2 separate regions of the Sus scrofa genome follow, and region 2 is linked to region 1. The links are chromatin contacts, called in public promoter capture Hi-C maps. All regions are on one chromosome and are shown on one strand. The core of a region is the stretch at or near the end of the contact, and the rest is flanking DNA. Distances in the headings are between cores, read along the strand shown.

The links. Promoter capture Hi-C pulls out the DNA fragments that hold promoters and counts their contacts.
Region 2: a contact with region 1 is called in a promoter capture Hi-C map of fetal liver, with 2.6 times the contacts expected there. The contact joins the promoter of CDK3 here to the promoter of RNF157 in region 1. A contact is called at or near these places in 1 of 5 promoter capture datasets (fetal liver) and 1 of 47 Hi-C or Micro-C datasets (liver).

Annotation. Positions count from the first base shown.
Region 1 is chr12:5,223,403-5,227,913 of Sscrofa11.1, forward strand. RNF157 (RING finger protein 157) reads left to right here and starts at 2,576. Exons shown (of 19, transcript XM_003357958.4): 1 at 2,576-2,824. The coding sequence starts at 2,737.
Region 2 is chr12:5,429,057-5,433,567 of Sscrofa11.1, forward strand. CDK3 (cyclin-dependent kinase 3) reads right to left here and starts at 1,918. Exons shown (of 8, transcript XM_003131201.3): 1 at 1,784-1,918; 2 at 1,032-1,186; 3 at 648-725; 4 at 448-568; 5 at 179-349; 6 at 1-93. The coding sequence starts at 1,147. TEN1 (CST complex subunit TEN1) reads right to left here. Exons shown (of 4, transcript XM_003131187.4): 4 at 1,886-2,289. The coding sequence ends at 2,168.

The DNA of each region.
Region 1 (4,511 bases), core at 1,326-3,825:
CTAGTCGGGTTCGTTAACCACTAAGCCACGACAGGAACTCCTAGTCTAGGAGGAGTTCCTGTCTTGACCCGCAGATGGCTTCTTCACAAGAGCCAGTAAGGAGGAAGTTATTTCACGGTCAGGGAAACTGAAGCTGGTTACTAAGGGCTCAGGCTCAAGTTACATAGCTGGTTCCAGCCTTCCTTTGTCCCACTCAAAGTCCAGTGCTCTTTCTTTGCCTCAGTTTCCTCAACTGTAAAATGGGGATGATAATAACATGTATTTCATCGGGTCCCTGTGAGGGATGAGTGCTTTAATGTGTGTAAAAGCGTCCAAAAAATGCATAAAAATGTTTAAACTAGGGCCTGGCACATGGAGGGTGTTTAATGAATGCCCGCTCGTGTTACTGCACTATGCTTCGTATCTTACTATTCCCGTCACTGGATTCATGAACCGTTTGTGGGAGGAGGGACCAAATTACAGGCTTGAGTGTTATCCAGGATGGGGAAGGAACCTGCTTCCCAAGCTCAGAGCTGGTTCACGGGGGATCAGAACAGATCCTTGCAATTAATCTGCTGCCGGGCTCTGGCTGGGACAAAGAAACCTGCAGACACGGGTAAACCCTTTCAGGGGATGGTGTCCCCTTTACCCAATGCTGAGGGCAGGAAGGACAAACAGAGGCGAAGATTCTGACTTCTTAGAAGAGTCTTAGACTTCTGAACAGAGTCTAAGATTATAAGGCCTTTTACTCTGAGGCGGCTCTAGATTCTTCATGGCTTGTATTTTATCTTTACCAAGTAATTACACTGTAGGGTCTGGGTATGGTGAAAGCAGGGCATCAGTTCCCTTCCAAAGGTATGTCCAAGAGCCTTCTAGTGGTTAGGGTCAAGGGCTAGAGGGAGGGCTCTGAGCTCCGCCAGGGAGCCCTGGGGTTTGAGAGAGGCTGCACATAGGTCTGTCTGGGCCAGGAACTTACCCTGTGGCTTAGGCCTGAGTCAGCCTGTCAGTTGATAAAAATGACAGACATGTGTTCCTGCCACCCTGGGGAACTTGGAGAAAAACCATGGCAACTGGAGCTGGTTTCTGTGTGTGTGTGTGTGTGTGTGTGTGTGTGTGTGTGTGTGTGTGTGTGTGTGTGTTTAGGGCCACACCCAGGGTATATGGAAGTTCCCAAGCTAGGGGTTAAATCATAGCCACAGCTACAGCCACACCAGATCCGAGCCACATCTGCGACCTGTGCTGCAGCTTGGGGCAACACCAGATCCTTAACCCACTGAGCGAGGCCAGGGATTGAACCTGTATCCTGTGGATACTAGTTTTTACTACTGAACCACAATGGGAACTCCATGGGAGTTGGTATCTTTGCTACTAGGTATGAAGCTGAAAAGAGGGCAATGAAAAATATGAAAGGGAGTTTCCTTTGTGGCTCAGGGGGTTAAGGACCCATTGTTGCCGATGTGAGGATGCAGGTTTGACCCCTGGCCTCGCTCAGTGGGTTAAGGATCTAGAGTTGCCTTGGCCTTGGCATAGACCTCAGCTGCAGCTCCTATTTGACCCCTAGGCCGGGAACTCAAATATGCCACAGGTGCGGCTGTTAAAAACAAGAAAAACACAGAGAATCATCAGGAAAGATGCTCTATGGATGGCTTTAAAAGCTTAATCAAGGGACCTTGACTCCCCAAACTGTACTTGGAACCCCTTGCTGAAAGGTTGCTGAAACCACGTTCTTGAAATTGAAGTTTTCGCAGATCAGTTTACTCTCTCAGGAAAAAGCCCGCCAAAACAGAAATAGCATAAAGGGTTTAAAACACAAATGTCTGCAATTAGGTTTAGAATGAGGTCTTCTGCCTGCCCAGGTGTTCCACGGTTGGTGTGCTCTGGCCCCACTCCAGTTCCCCTGCATTAACGCCCTTCTTCCCAAAGTTTCCCAAAGGTGCGGTCCGAGGGGCCTTGTCTCCTTCTCCTCTTGGGCCGATGGTCTCCCAACTTCAGGGTTACAGGAGCTGCCCAAGGGACCCGTAAACAGAACAAGCATAGAGCTCGGCGCCTTGAAAGGAACTAGGTGAGAGGGATGGCGACGTTTTCCTGGAGGGTCACCGGCACTGACCAGTCTACCCGACCCCTGGGAGCCCCTGAGGGGCTGAGGCGCTCGGGGCGGGAACCCACCCCCACTGCCCGCCTGGGAGGCGGAGGGCGCCCCTCTGCGGGTTTGTGACCATCGGCTTTGGCACATGTCGAGGGACGGGGCTGGAGAGAGCCTCCGCCAGGCGGGGAAGCCGCGTGCGCCTTTCGGATGCTGGGGACCAGGGTGCGCGAACGCCCCTCGAGGAGGCGGCTCCCGCGAGGCCGCCGGAACCGCGCCAGCGGGCTCCGGGGGCGCCGCGTCCTCGGCCCCTCCAGCCCTCGCCGCGCGCCCGGCCGCCGCTCCGCCGCGTCCCGCCGCCCATTGGCTGGCGCCGCGCGGACCCTCCCGCCCCGCCCCGCCATTGGCCGTGGCCGCCGCGGTCCCCGCGCGCGAGCCGCCGCTGACATCACGCGGCCTGAGGCGGCGGCGGCGCCCCCGGCCCAGCCCGCAGCCCCCCTCGGCACAGGCGCCGCCGCGGGGCCCGGCGGAGGATGGTGCGCGGCGCGCCGGGGGCTCCCCGCCGCCAGAGCCGCAGCGCCGAGGCCGAGCGGGCCGCGGCGGGCAGCCGACCCCCGCAGCCGGCGCGGGGCAAGCGGCCGCGGTGAGGCGCGGGCGGCGCGGGCGCAGCGGCCATGGGGGCCCTGACCAGCCGGCAGCACGCGGGCGTCGAGGAGGTGGACATCCCGTCCAATTCCGTGTACCGCTACCCGCCCAAGTCCGGTGAGCGCGGCCCGGGGCTGGGAGGAGGTCGCGAGGCTCCCGCACCGGGACGCCGGGGGGCCGGCGGGCCCAGGGGCCGACGGCGCTGCAGTGCGATCTTGGAGGGTGGGATGTCTAGCAGGAGGCCTGGAGCGGTGCTTTAGGGCCCGGGGCGGTCGCGAGGGTGGGCAGCCCCTCCGCCGGGGGACGCGGGCGGCCCGGACGCAATGCGTCCTGTGACAGAGACGTGCGCTGGGGAGACTGCGGCTCCCGAGGGGCGGGGTGCCTCGTTGCAGGCCAGGTCCCCGCCGTCCGCAGCACGGAGTCCGCTCCTTCCCGCCCGGGTCCCCGTTCCCCTCGGGGGGCTGCGGGTTGGGGGAGGCGGGCTCGGCGTCCGAAGCAGGCACCTGTGCTGGGTGCTGGCACAGGTCAGCACATCCAGGCCTCCGGTGAGGGAGGGACAGGCGCAGGTTTGAATGAGGTTTCTCCAGGGAAAGCTGCCACTGCCTGCTGGAGGGTGGAGGCCGAAAATGCCTTTTCCGTGGTGCTGATGCTTTTCGAGAGGCTGTCGGAAGAACAAGGGTGTCGAACAGAAATATTGGGGGCTCTACGTAGCAGAGTCACTCGGGTTGTTACTTGGCTGGAGGAGTGACAAGCCTGCTTTTTGGAATGAGGATGGCTCTGGGACAGGGCACAGCTATTTAAAATGTAGAGAAGGATTCTCTTTGTTTTTAGAATCATTAAAGGGATAAATGTCTCAGCCTCTGGTTTGTAGCATAAATATTGGAGCTGGGGGAGGATTTTGACAGCACAAGAGGATCACATCAAGGACTTACTGTGTCGTACAGGGAACTTGACTCAGGATTTTGTAATAACCTTTAAGGGAAAAGATTCTGGAAAAAATATATATACATATATTATTAAACTATATGTATATCTATATTATATCTATATAAAATCGAACCACTGCTGTACACCTGAAACTAACACGATATTGTAAATCAATTATACTTCAATTTAAAAGTTAAAAACATTGAAGAATAACTAAAAACAAAAAAGAGAAGAAAAGAACTAGCCAATTCCGAACTGCTGGCACATGACCTAACTCTCTGCTCTTCATTTTTCATTGCTTTTCTCAAGACTCCTGGGGACTCATGGCTCCCATCTTCTCTTTGGCTTAGGACCCAAGGAGGATTTTCATGATCTTGGAGAGAGATCAGAACTGCAGCGGTAGAATAAAGACATGCTAATGAGAGGAGCTGGTTTCTCAGCGGTGTGTCCGGTTTGTGCCAGGTGAAAGCAGGGACCAGACAATGAACCTGCCCCCTGCAGGGTGTGGGCCGGAGCTGTGTTGCTCGCTGCTTTTGTGCCAGAGAATGAATCCTTGCAGAGATGAATATGCTTTAGGACAGGCCAAGATAAAGCCATGGGTCCTTAGTGTTTTAATAAAACGCCGGTTGAATTATGACTGTATGAAACCAGTGCTCAGGAAAGCATGCGTCTTGCTTTTCCATAGACACAAGAATCTGTGGATTTTTCTTTTCTGAAATCACTGCGCTTTTATCGATCAGAATATGGAGTGTGTTTTGCTGAGCTTAGGGGTTTCAGTAAAGGTTGCCTCCTCAGAAGGGTGTGCACCACTCCTCACAGATGGGAGTAAGCACGGGTATTTCACTGGGAGGCTGGTCCCCAGAGGATATTAATACAA
Region 2 (4,511 bases), core at 668-3,167, 200 kb after region 1:
AAAGATGCAGCCAATGCTCCAGACATCCACAGCCGTCGAGTAGAACTTGCAGCCCAGGAGGATCTCGGGGGCCCGATACCAGAGTGTCACCACCTGCGGGGCCAAGAAAACCGCCACCAGTCAGGGTGGCCGAGGGCCCTGGTGACATCCGCCTTCTCCAGACCCTGTCCCACGGTACCTCATGGGTGTAGGTGCGTAGGGGCACCCCGAAGGCTCGGGCCAGCCCGAAGTCAGCCAGCTTGATGGCCCCCAACTCACTGATGAGCAGATTCTGGGGCTTCAGGTCTCGGTGGATGACCCGATGCGAGTGGCAGAAGTTCACCCCCTGCAGCAGCTGGAAGAGGTAGCTCTGGAACAGCGGGCGTGAGAAAGAGCCGGCTGAGCGGACGCAGGGCTGGCTGAGCGGGGCCTGGCTGGTCTTCCCCCCCGACCTCCCGCCCGGGGTACCTTGACCAAGTGCAGGGGGAGCTCGGAGGCTGGGGTGGCGTCCATGTACTTCTTCAGGTCCTGGCTGAGGAACTCAAACACCAGGTAAAGCTTCTTCTCGCTGTGCACCACGTCTAGCAGCCTGGCCGGGGGACGCCCGTCAGCGCGTGGCTGCCAGCCGGGCGGGGACAGGCCCCCTTCCCACTCCTTCCCCGCCGCACCTGACGATGTTGGGGTGCTTAAGCTCTTTGAGCAGGGAGATCTCTCTGATGGCGGTGCTCGGGACCCCTTCGGTCTCCCTGGAGGAGAGGAGGGCACCGCAGTGGGGGCCAGAGCAGAGAAGGGTGCCTCTGTCCCGGAGGGGGTGTCACCTGTGTTCCCAATTCCCTAAGGATAGCGCAACCCCGGCCACAGGGCGCTGTGCTCCTGGCCACTTGCTCGTCACCCCCAGGGGTCCAACGTGGAAGGGCTGTACCTCCGTAGCCGCCCCCCTTGTAACCGGGAGTTGAACATAAAACCCTGAAGTGAGGGACAGGCAGGGGGAGCTCCTGGGGCTGAGGGTCACCCCCGGACGAGGGGGTCTCGGCGGCCGTCCCAGCACTCACAGATCCAGCCTGATCTTCTTGAGGGCCACAAGCTGCCCCGTCTCCTTGTTCTTGGCCTTGTACACCACCCCATAGGTGCCCTCGCCAATCTTCTCCACCTTCTGGAACACGTCCATGGCCGCAGAGCCGCCCTGGAAACAGACGGCGCCTGGGGCCTTCGCCCCCACGCCCAGCACCCCACTGCCTCTCCAGCCTCCACGGCCCCCCGGCCCAGGGCCCCCCATGCTGCGGCCTGTGGCCCCCAGGGCTCACCCTGCTCTGCCTGCCAGGCCGCCCTGGCCTCAGCCCGGCGCCCACCCCGACCCCAGCCCATCCCTGGGGTCCTGGCTTGGAGCGAGGCCGCCCCTGGTCCAGCCCCGGCAGGACAGGAACCCCCAGGCCCCAGGAGGCAGCCGCCCCGAGCCGGCTACGGAGCGCGAGCGGGCCCAAACCTCTCGGCCCCAGCCCCGGCCCCGGGCCCTGCCCGGCCAGGCCTGAGCCTGCGGAGGCAGAAGGTTGCCCAGAGGGGCCGCCCAGGTGGGCCGGGGTCAGCTTGGGGCAGAGGTCAGGGGTCAGGAAGAGCTTCTGAAGCCACAGTCCGGCCCTAGGCCGCACGGCCAGGGTGAGCGGCTGGGCCCGGCCTGTTTGGAGGACACTCAGCCTCCTGGGAGGGTAGAACCTTGGCAAGAGCGGCCCCCCGGCGTCCTGGGACCCCCACCTGGGCCCTGGCACCCCCCAGGGCCCTCCCCTCAGGCGCCCAGCCCAGAATTCACCAGAAACCCTGCGCTCCTGCAGCCTCACTGCGGGCAGGCAGCCGGCTCCGAGGCTCCCCCTCCTGGCCCCTGCTGGCGCTGCACCATGTGCACACACGGCTGGGCCACCACCAGGCTTTATTCACAAGGACCTTCTGGAAGCCTCCAGGACAGCACAGGAAGCCCAGCCCCCGGCACCCCAGAGCCCGGCCTTCTGCGGTGGGGAGGGGTGGTCAGGCTTCAGAGTCTCACACCCCAGGCTCTGGGACAGTTCCGATTAGCAACCCCGCCTCTCTTCTCTCCGGCCCCAGAAAAGGTCATCTCTCCAGGGAAGCTTCTGCATCTTCTCCGCAGCACAGCTGGATCGCAGTCTTGCCAGGAGCTGCCCCCCGCTTTTTTTTTTCCCTACTGGCCTCCGTCCCTCTCTTGCAGGTACTGCCTCTGCTCCCGGATGGCTTGTTCTAACAGAGGTAGATTCATTCCTTCCACGCAAGTCAGCACCCGGGCCTTCACCACGGAGCCTCCACCTGAAAAACACAGACAACAGGAGACAGGTACCCGCCGTGTCGGCACACACTCTGCAGAGGCATTCCAGCCGTTTCTCCTCGACTGGTTTCCCCGTCCTGAGTCTGACCGCGCAGGTATGAAAGATGGATTAAGGGATGTTGGTTTGGTTTTGTTTTTGTCTTTTTGCCTTGTCTAGGGCCACTCCCACAGCACATGGAGGTTCCCAGGCTAAGGGTCTAATCGGAGCTGTAGCCACCGGCCTACACCAGAGCCCCAGCAACTCGGGACCTGAGCCGAGTCTGCGACCTACACCACAGCTCACGGCAACGCTGGATCTTTAACCCCCTGAGCAAGGCCAGGGATTGCACCCGCAACCTCATGGTTCCTAGTCGGATTCGTAACCACTGAGCCACGACGGGAACTCCAAGGGATGTTGGTAAATTGGCCTGCCTCGGCCTCAGAACTGCGGGCCCACCATGCTCTGCAGGCACATGCCTGGAACTTAGGAGCTTGGAAATTCCACTTCTCCAGGGAGGAGGCTCAGAAAAGTGGACCCTCTGCTTCCCTCTGTTGTCATCTTCACTCCTGCCAGCTTCTCTGGAGGTCCCAAATGCCCGGAGCTGAGGAGAGGTCTCAACGACCAGCCTAGTTCTCCATCTGCACCAAGGGAAGGTCCCCTTGGAATCCCAGGGCACACTGGCATTAGAAATTGGGGTAGGGAGTTCCCGTCATGGTGCAGCGGAAATGAATCTGACTAGGAACCATGAGGACGAAGTTTCAATCCCTGGCCTCGCTCAGTGGGTTAAGATCCGGCGTTGCCGTGAGCTGTGGTGTAGGTTGCAGACGCCGCTCGGATCCCGCGTTGCCGTGGCTCTGGCGTAGCCGGTGGGTGCAGCTACGACTGAACCCCTAGCCTGGGAACTTCCCACATGCTGCCAGTAAAGCCCTAAAAAGACAGAAAAAAAAAAAAAAAAAGAAAGAAAGAAAAAAGAAAAGAAGTTGGAGCAGTTGTTCCCACTGTGGTGCAATGGAATTGGCAGCCTCTTGGGAACCCTGGGACGCAGGTTCAATCCCTGGCCCAGCACAGTGGGTTAAAGATTGGGCATTGCCGCAACTGCAGCTCAGATCCGATCTCTGGCCCAAGAACTCCATCTACCACAGGGTGGCAAAGAAAGAAAGAAAAGAAAGAAAGAAAGAAAAGAAAGAAAGAAAAAACGAAAGAAAGGAAGGAAGGAAGGAAGAAAGAAAGGAAGAAAGAAAGAAAGAAATTAGGGCAAAGAGTACCCCACATGCAATCCATCCAAGGGGAGAGCCTCACCTTACAGGGGAAAGTCATTCTGCCCTGAACAGGGGGCTGGGGGCGCTTCTAACGTGCTGTGGTGACCTGACGGAAAGCTTATCAAAGATCAGGTGACACCAAACGGGAAAGACTTCTGTGGTTTTGCCCTAATAGGTTGTTATTCTGGGTTTGGTTCTCTGGGCACGTCAACGAGTAGACTCAATGTTCTATTTTCTTTTGATGCCCTTGTGAGATAGAAGCTCACTCTGATCCAAGCCTCCCTTCTGTCGTGGCGCAGCGGAAACGAATCCAACTAGGAACCATGAGGTTGCGGGTTCGATCCCTGGCCTCGCTCAGTGGGTTAACGATCCGGCGTTGCCGTGGGCTGTGGTGTAGGTTGCAGATGCGGCTCAGATCTGGTGTGACTGTGGCTGTGGTGTAGGCCAGCAGCAACGGCTCCGATTCAACCCATAGCCTGGGAACTTCCATATGCCATGGATTCAGCCCTAAAAAAAAAAAGAGAGAGAGAGAGGGAGAGCAAAAAAACCCCACAAAAGACAAAAAATAATACCTAGATTATCTATACGGACCATCAACAAACAGGGTATCTGCCTAAACTTCACTTGGCGCTGAAATGCCTAGACCTCTTCCTTTTTCTCTTCTTTTGGGCTGTGCCCCATGGCATACAGAAGTTCCTGGGCCAGGGATGAGACCTGCCTCACAGCAGTAACCAGAGACACAAGCGTGACAATGTCAGACCCTTAACCTGCTGAGCCACCAGAGAACGCCAGCCGAGACCTTTGCTTGTGACACACGTGGCCGTAAATAGTTTGCACAGAGCATCCGCCTGGGTTTAGGACAACACGGAGAGCAAGGACGAATATCAAAGTGCTCTAGTTAACCATTTAAAAACCTCAACATAGGGGCGTTCCTGCTCTGGCCCAGCGGGTTAAAGATCGGACC